2 separate regions of the Bicyclus anynana genome follow, and region 2 is linked to region 1. Evidence: chromatin contacts called from public Hi-C data. All regions are on one chromosome and are shown on one strand. Each heading gives the region's core, a stretch centred on a gene start, on an enhancer-like site or on the middle of the called end of the contact. The rest is flanking DNA. Distances are from core to core; before and after follow the strand shown. Region 1 has its middle 25 kb from the start of LOC112047298. Region 2 has its middle 15 kb from the start of LOC112047320.

Region 1 (4,923 bases), core at 1,366-3,865:
TCAAATCAATTAGCTTTAAATTAGCAGGATGTATCATTATTTAAATAAATCATTTAAACGAAAAATTAAATGAGTTATGTAACATAAAACCGTAACACATACCTACTCGTGTTACTATAGCAGAACGTACGTTTGCTGACTAAATTTCAATGCATTATGCTGCTGCATAAACAACTTACGCTGAGTCGAGTTTTTCTGCGACGTGTGTATGCAACTAGAACATTACATACGTATTCCGATCTCGAGGACATGGGCTATGAAATATTGACATTTTCTTTCTTCAGAAAAAATCACAGCAAAGATTTTTTATTTTATTCTATTACAAGAGAGTCATGCGATCTCACCTGCAGGGCTATTCTGGAACTATGTTTTTTACCTCTGCCTTTGATTCGCAGAGCGTAGGTTTGAATCCGGTCCTTGGCAGGCACCTCCAACTGTTCAGTTAATGCGCATTATAAAATTTTATTTTTTATAAGATTATTTGCCATATTTTTTATAATATGACCATATGATGATATATATATAGTCGGGAAAGACTGTGCTATTAGTGGGTACGACAATAGACCAACGGGGCGGGGATCGAACCACCACCCCAGGTGATGAGTTCGACCGCTCTTACCGTTGAGCTATTGAGGCTTATTAGAAATTAAATATCACGTGTCCCAAACAGTGTAGGAAAAAACATCTTGAACAAACCTGTAAGTATATCTACCTCAGAATTTTATGAATTCTCTACGTGTACTCCCTCGTACTCCCTCTCATTCTGAGAGGATACTCGTGCTCAACAATGAGCCGAATATGAGAACTGATTGAGATGGAAATCGAACCTTAAGTTAATGGTGTTACGCCCCTCTACCACAACTGAGAGAGGAGAGCAAGCCGTCGGTCCAAGTCAATAACATTAACATCTGATAATGACTGTTACAGATCAAAGTCACTCATCCTAACCCTGCCAACCTGAAGCAGCGTGGTGGGTTTACGCCCAATATTACTTCTATAAGGAGGGTAAATACCAGTGGCGAAGGATGGAATTTATTTGAAGGTATGCGTCCCTGAGAAAAGGAAATTGATATACAAACTACGGTTTCTCATGTACAGTACAACAATGAATATGTATGGATTTTTAAAGGTAACCCGGCGGGAATCGGCTTGCATGAACTCTTCGCCGCTGGTATATACATATACAAGATGTCCCGTAAATATTACGACATACTCTACAGGCTTATAGAGTTTGGCTAATGAAAGTAGAGACTGAAATCGACCGGCAAAACAAAATGAAGGGCGTTCCTAAAACAATAGTGCAAATATTTTAATAACTCAATTTTGATAATTGATATTTAAATTTTTTTCAATATGTAACTGGCCGGGCGATTTCAGTCTCTACTTTCATTAGCCAAACTTTAGCTGATATCAAGACCTACTAAAATAACTCTAGCCGAAATTTTACGTCTTTTATGTTATATTGATTTTTCTACAAAATACGAATTTTACTACTTTCAGTGCAATTTAGTAGTACCATGTGCTGAAAAATTACATAAACATTGATATTTATAATTGCTAATTATTTTCAAGAGTATATCGTACTGTTTACGGACACCCTGTATATTATAATAGGCTGTTAATGATAAAACTAAAAATTCACGATAGACGCTGAATAAAAAAGTGTTCAATATTTGAATACAGAATAAATTAGTATAATTTGATAGCAATTCTGTGATTCGTATTGCATAACGCAACTTGTCTAGCAATAAAGTGGTGTTGTCTGTCTATCGTGTTTTTTAAATATTAATGAAGTTATTTATGTAAGTATGTAGGCAGATAGGTGCGACCCTCGCTCGTTGGACAATTGTCGTATCCACTCACAGCCGCACAGTTTTTAGGATTAATTTATAATTTTGAGGTAAAAGGGAAAAACAATTCAACCGAGCGAGTGACTTGATAAACCTATTTTTATTATTAAAAGTTTTGAATATATAATTTTATTTTTTGATGACGCTTTCGACGGAAAATATCCCATTTTTCAATCAAAATGATTCTAACTTGACAAAAAAATCTGGCAACGCTGCGTGAGATACCTACAAGTTCATTCTCCCCATACCTCTGAAGGTTGGTCGACCCCCCCACCAGGTGGACTGACGACATCAAGCGAGTCGCAGGGATTCGCTGGATGCAGGCGGCTCAGTATCGTGATGTTTGGAAGTCCCTACAAAAGGCCTATGTCCTGCAGTGGATGTCCATCGGCTGATATGATGGTCATCATCCACTACTGGACGTTTGGGTCTTTGTCTGGACTTCTAAATACAACGGTCTCGAGCCGCCAGCATGCCTTGTAACCCGCTGAGCCAATATCTTTAAACTGACTCGAACTGCAAAACCCAGCTCAAGAAAACATACTGCGCCAAAGAAGCGAACACTTATTGGTATACAAGCAAAATGTGAATGTGTTGACATTTGACAATTGACAAGTTGAAAAAATCTAAATATACCGACTCACCCACCTACCTGTTTATGCAACACCTTTTATCTATTTGTCTGTCTAGTGTGTCATAGAGAGGGACCGAGGTTTTTTGATAGGCGCTTCGGACAGCGTCGCGCGGCCACGTGAGAATGAAATGCTAGAGCGGCGCAGCGCTATCGTCTGATCACACGTTAGACAAGGACGGCGTATTTGAAATTAGGGTGGTTCCACGTGAGTTCAATGACCCATCGTGACACGCGTGTAGGTGATTTTTATAATTTAGATTTTTTTGGGATAAATGTCCAAATTGTAGATGGTCGAAACGTGAACTACCAGTTTTAACAATTTTGAAAACTTTGATATATTAATTTGATCTAACCACATTCTAACTTTAAATAGGTAGGTGTAGGCACTTATTTAAAGTTAGATCTAACTATTTTATAAAATAGGACATAAAATATGATAGAGGCAAATGTTACAGCAAATAGGAAATTATCTGTTATTTATTCAACATCATAAAACCTAAATAGGTACTAGGTAGGCAGGAAAGAAAAAAAAAGTCAACTTAATATGAAAGGAATTATAAAAAAGGAATAGACTATACATTACGTATCTATCGATGATAAATGTTATAGACATTCGTATAAATGTAATATCACAGCGCTTTGATAAGAAATCGCACTATCACGTTAATATACAGCACACACAAAACCTTAGCTGAAAGTGCGTGGGCAACTCGTTTTGTTCCGGTTAAATTAAAACATTAGGAAACAAAACAAGCAAAGATAAATAAACAAGATATAATGAAAGAAAGAGACGTGATTACATGAAAATTTTAGTTTTTAGATATATTTAAAGCCAAAACGCCTGTCGGCCATGGTATAATGACGTCACTATAACAAATACCTTACAAATGGAGCGTTATAATTATTTTGACGTTTAGTACACCAAATAACATTGTGACGTCACTAAATGGACGACAGCGTTTTTGACGTTTGGAAAGGAGATGGTCCATTTCAGGTACACTCTTGTACCCCGTATCATTAAAATTAAAAAAATGCAAGGATTTTATTAAAATGTAAATAAGTGAATAAATCTAACTATATAAAAATAAATAAATAAAATTAAAAACCAAGTTTATGAGTTATATCAAGATGGCGCCCATAAAGCAACTATGACATGACAATTGACAGCAAACGTCAAAACGACTACTGCATTGAAAACGTCATCAATCCGCCATTATTATCCGTAATAGTGTTGCATTTCTTGGGAGATAATAAATATTATTTCGAAAGAGTTAAAGTAAATTCGTAGATTTGTATAATCAAAAATAGTTAAAAAAAATATATTCTTTTATTTTCGCCAGGGTACAATGTCTGATCCTGGGTTCCATACAATTTTGGACCATCTCCTTCGAATACACACAAAATTGTGCCAGTGTGCGCTAAGTGTAATAGCTAAATTCGGATCACTTTTTGCGGTAATTTTGTGTACACGTAACATATCTATAATATAAAATATCGTTTAAATTTGTAATATATATATATATCATTTAAAGTATGTATGCGTATGGTTTTTTTATGCTATCAAACATAAATAAAAACCATACGCATCGAAATGAGAACCTCCTTTTTTGAAGTCGGTTATGTTAAAAGTGCGTAGGCAGATGCCTTCTTCAGAGGCTCTATAGCGTCCATAATAATAATAATTAATTAGCCCAGACGTAGCCAGATGTGTCGACAAGTAAGCTTATATAACGATTTGGTAATCGTGTTCCACAAACTGCCATTGTATGATAATGTTGACCTTCAAGTCGGAGGTACTTTATCACCCCCAATATTGAATTCTATTCATCTCAGCTTACACTGAATATGTGAAAAGTAACGGTAACGGTCCTAATGAGAAAGTTCACAGTCATTCGCTACTGACAGACAGCTATGCACCGAGAAATCAATACATATAAATAAAATTAAATTGTCTGTCTGTGATATCAAGATAACTGTGTTTTCTTAAGTGCTTATAGTTATTTACGCCATACTGAAACAAAATCATGCTTCATCTTATATCATACTAGCGGACGCCCGCGACTTCGTCCGCGTAAATTTCGATGTCAACTTTACTACTACCCCTACCCTACCCTACCCTACCACTACCCCAACCCTACCCAACCCCTACATCTACCCTACCTCTACCCCCACCCTACCCCTACCCTACCCCAAACCTACTCCTACCCTACCCCTACCTTACCTACACCCTACCCCCATCCTACCCCTACCCTCCCCGTACCCTATCCCTTTCCTACCCCTATAACACCCGTACCCCTATCTCACGCCTATCCTACCCCTACCCTACCACTTCCCTATTCTACCCGTACTTCTACCCTACCACTACCCTACCTCTACCCCTACACTACCACTACCCTAAACCCGGCCCTAAACCTACCCTACCCCTACACTACCACTACC
Region 2 (4,938 bases), core at 527-3,026, 51 kb after region 1:
GAACTATAAATTATAACTATAAAACTTGTTATAGGCGAATATTTCATCGATGAGCATAGAATAGCGGAATCGCACCCCAGTTAAGTCGATATTTAAGCATTAGCAGCAAATTTAAAGTAACTATAAAACTACGTTATTACGTTTTCGTATATTTTGTTGTTACAAATATTTTTTCCCTAGTAGGTAGTAGTAATCTGAATTTCAATAAAACTATAATTTTAAACACTTTGAACGATACTCACAAAAACTAGCCTTAACTGTTCGTGATAAATCAAAGGCCCACGAATAGATGGCTCATAAAGGTGGCCACAAAAGCCGTGGTTTTAGAGCCCTTCAGAAAGTGTGTCGCCCCCTCCCCCCCTCGCACCTCGCGCCTCAGCCGCTCTCCATTGGAAACGTCCGTATATGCATTTTATAGTTTTCCTTAGAACTGACGCCCGCAGTACCGGCTTGTTTGAAAGAGTTTCCAAGGTTTTCCTAATATTATTCTAGCGTCCAGGCGTTTCGTACATAAAACGGTGAGAAGAAAGACCTTTGACACTAGCCTTGTAGCCTGTAGGCATTTTAGCTCGCTTTGACACAGCAGCATTTTTTTCTCTACAAGTTAGCCCTTGACTACAATCTCACCTGATGGTAAGTGATGATGCAGTCTAAGATGGAAGTGGGCTAACTAGTTAGGAGTTGTATGAAAATCCACACCCTTTTCGGTTTCTACACGACATCGTGCCGGAACGCTAAATCGTCTGGCGGTATGTATTTGCAGGGTAACTAGCCACCGCTGAAGCCTCCCACGAGCCAAAAATTCTATTTCTATTAAGATTTTTTCTAAGAAGAGAAGAGTCGCGACTTTAGGTCCCTGTAGATCATCGGACACACAGAAAATATTAATAGTTTAAGTCAAAATTAGTTGCGGGGCCCAATGAAGAGTAAAGATTTCTCACAAAAGAAATAAAAAAGCTTTTTCGACTTTTCTCATTTTGTTCTGAAACTCTAGGCAGTTTATTGGTTTTTTTTTCGGAAAGCATAATAAGGGTGATTTTTTTAATTTTGGCTTTCACATATAATGGGCCCCTGTAGTCCATGGACCCCGTATAAATGATACTTACGGCTAATACGGCGTTAGCTACACCCCTGGCCCGAAGACCATCTTAAACCGGCCCTCTTGCAAAAACTACTTCCTTTCCAAATTTCGACTTTGTACGTCAAGCGATTTTTGTAATTGTACATTTCGCTTTTATCTATACTAATATTATAAAGCTGAAGAGTTTGTTTGTTTGATTGAACGCGCTAATCTCAGGAACTACTGGTCCGATTTGAAAAATTATTTCAGTATTAGAGAGCCCATTTATCGAGGAAGGCTATAGGCTATATATTATCCCGGTATTCCTACGGGAACGGGAACCATGCGGGTGAAACCTCGCAGCATCAACTAGTATACTTATATGACCATAAGTATATACTTTTTTTTTTATTTATTTATTTTGTACCAATATTAGTAACACACAAAAGTAAAAAGAAAAACAGTGGACAAGGAAACACTTATCTCTATAAGAGATCTCTGCCAGTGAGCCTTGTCTGCCAGTGACCCTTGGACTTATGGTCATATAGTATAGCTGATACCGATAGATTAGACTAGATTGCCTATTTAGAACTTTCCATATATAATAAATATTTTGATCCATAAAGCACAGCTATACCTATAAACTAAGTACAAAAGGTACGTGACAACAGTGCAGCGAAGTTCCCCGAACCGCGGCAGCTGACCCCTGCGCGCGCGGCGGCCAAGGCACGTAGTGTTATTGTATGCGTTGCGCAACCCTCCTGCCGAGACCACTGCCCTCGAGTACCTACCTCGGTACGAAAAAATGTATAAGCATTTTTGTGGTAACTTTTGTAACTTGAAGGCGGATCGGATAAGCGCACGGCGTCTTGTTACATTTAGATTTTAGTTTTTGAAGTGAAACTTCTTTAGGCGCATGAGGGTAAAATTTTTACAGATGTAACGTCACGCCGGTATGCAACGGAAGTGTCGAAAAATAGAGAGAGAGAGCGATCGTGACCGATTGAGAGAGAGTAAGACAGACCGATCGTAGCATGAAGCAACTAGGCGTGGAGTAGGGAGCAAGCAAGTGAGAAAGATTGAGAGCAAAAGTGAGATAGAGCGAACGTCGTATCACGCACAGTTCTATGGAGTGAGAGGTGGGAGAGAGCTATAGTGAGAGAGAAATCGTAAATATTAAAGAAATAAATTGAAAAAATTAAATTTATAATTTACATTAATTTTCAACACTTTTTATATTTTAATGACAATTAAATTCCTAACCTATCTTCCTTTTTCCCTTCCTCTTAGTCTCGGAAATCTAAAGTTTTAGATTTGTATAAATATAAACAAGATTTATAAATTAGTTCGCCAAAGAAGTTTCACTTCTGACATGGGTACTTTGTACGCACGCATTTTTTTTAGGTAGCCCTCTAGTACCTACCTCGGTACGAAAAAATGTATAAGCATTTTTGTGGTAACTTTTAGTAACTTGAAGGCGGATCGGATAAGCGCACGGCATCTTGTTATAATTATTTAAAGGAGCCCAAAATTGTATGCAGCCCAGATCCAGTTAATACCCTAGCGGAAATAAAAGAAAATGTTTTTTTTTTTACTTTTTTTGATTATACAAATCTACGAATTTACTTTAATTCTTTCGAAATAATATTCATTATCTCCCAAGAAATGCAACACCATATGGGTAATAATGGCGGATTGATGACGTTTTTAATGTTGTTTAACCTATTTTTTACTTTATACATATATTCCTTTTTATCGTAGTGTAATAGTATTCGTTGCTCAACTCTCCTTCCGAGACCACGCATTTTTTTGTTCACTTGAAGCATAAGTTTTCTGTGCTTGGCCCGACACCCACTTGGCCGGTTTTTTAATAATGACTATTTTATACCTTGTTACTCCGTTAACTTGTTCGGCTAAATATCCTGAAGCCCTCAATTCCTTCGTCTGAGGACAATGACAAAATGTTTAAATTCCTACCAAGGAAAGTAAAACATTCGCATGTGTGTACACATTTCATCGTCATTATCATTATCAACTCATATTCGGCTCACTGCTGAGCTCGAGTGTCCTCTCAGAATGAGAGGGGTTAGGCCAATAGTCCACCACGCTGGCCCAATGCGGATTCATACATACGGCAGACTTCATACACGCAGAGAATTAAGAAAATTCTCTGGTATGCATGATTCCTCGCGATGTTTTTCTTCACCGTTTGAGACATATATTTAACAGAATTATTAATTTGTTACTTAATTACGGTTTTGTAATTATAGTTTATGCTTTTTGTATTGCTGCTTGCTACCGTGTGGAGTTAAATGTTTCGATCCAATAATAATTAATCTAAATACCTAGTTCATGTTAATAAAATTATTGATAGCTTGAAGCTGTATCGTGATTTCTCTTCAGATACGACTCAAATAAAATAGATTAGTCATCAACTGCTAAAACTACTGACTTAACATTAATCAATACTAATATTATATAGCAGCAGAGTTTGTTTGTTTGTTTGCTTGAACGCGCTAATCTCAGGAACTACTGGCCCGATTTGAAAAATTATTTCAGTGTTAGATAGCCCATTTATCTATGTAGGTAGGTAGGTACTCAACAAAACATCGACAACCCCTTTAAAAACGGATCTGCCCCCCTAGCCAAGTGGCACGTCGATTCTCTTTCTACGATCGCTAACGCTTCGAAAACTAGACCTACCGTTAATCTTTACAGTAGTTCAAGATTTATTAATAATTACTCATTTTAAGCTCTTGAGTCAACATGATAGACGATCTAAATACCTTAAAAAAACAATTTCTCTTTCACTGTTTATGGGCTACGTAGCTAACTTCCAGACAACCTCGCTCCACTTCTAAAACAATTGGTAACTCTGCCAAATCTGCCGTAGCATAATAGACATGCTATAGGTAATGGGAATAACGTCGAAGAAAGTTTATTAGGTTCTTGACAGTGGCGTAGCGTGCCTGTAAAGGGCCCTGTATCAAAATTAGTTGGGGGGCCCAAATGAAGAGCGAATTTCGCACAAAAGAAACAAAAATACTGACTTTTTAACCTTTGTAGTACAAAGGTTAAAAGTCACTGTTATATTTATTTCAAGCAAGTATTTTTGTTTCTTTTGTGAGAAATTTGTAGAATGTTTCCAACTTTTGGGTGCTCGCTTTCTTTCTTCTCTTCATTTCTTGAGTAAAACTCTATAAAGGCAGTTTTTTTGTATTTTTCTTTATCTAGCACCAGAAACAGTATTATTGTGGATTACTAATCATTACTAATTTTACGAATTTTTGCTTTCACGCGCAAGAGATCTCTGTAGTCCGGGGGACCCGTATCATTGATCGCCGATATATGACGTCACCCAGACGTGGGCTTTTTAACTCACGATCTCGGGAGCGCCCGGACTGATACACTCAAGCCAAAACACCCTTCCCGAACGGCCCTCTAAGCCAAGGTCCGAGTCTCAGAGGAGACGCCCTTAGAGAGTCGTTCCGCCCATCTACTTTGCTTCTGCCTTCAGGCCCCATCAACTCCTAGCTACGCCCCTGGTTCTTCAACACTTAACATACAAAGAAGCGTTTAGGTTTCTTTCCAAGTACTGAGCCTATACTAACTGCACTTAAAGTTATTGGTGTCATTGATTCGCACTGAAGCGATAAAACCAAAGAAAGTAAAGGTAGATACATACTAAATTGACCTAGCGGTTGAATACTAACTACATTTGCCCTTGATACCGTTTTATGCTATCTGAATTAATTGGCTCTATCATAGCAAATATCAGAGGGTAAACAGCAAATCATATCTCGTTTAGTTTATTAATATCCTTCTATTTACTCTGTGTTATATAACAAGAATGTACTAATTAAACAGAACATTCCAAC

What was found. A called contact is a pair of places that touch in the nucleus more often than the background predicts.
Region 2: a Hi-C map of whole body shows a contact between it and region 1, with 2.3 times the contacts expected there. The contact joins two enhancer-like sites. A contact is called at or near these places in 2 of 2 Hi-C or Micro-C datasets (whole body and whole larva).

The regions. Positions count from the first base shown.
Region 1 is chr4:7,187,251-7,192,173 of ilBicAnyn1.1, forward strand. No RefSeq gene overlaps it. Among protein-coding and RNA genes, the nearest start is that of LOC112047298, 25 kb to the left of the region's middle. Within about 2 kb of position 2,616, at least 5 of the 8 cell types and tissues checked have open chromatin away from gene starts, as enhancers often do.
Region 2 is chr4:7,239,250-7,244,187 of ilBicAnyn1.1, forward strand. No RefSeq gene overlaps it. Among protein-coding and RNA genes, the nearest start is that of LOC112047320, 15 kb to the right of the region's middle. Within about 2 kb of position 1,777, at least 7 of the 8 cell types and tissues checked have open chromatin away from gene starts, as enhancers often do.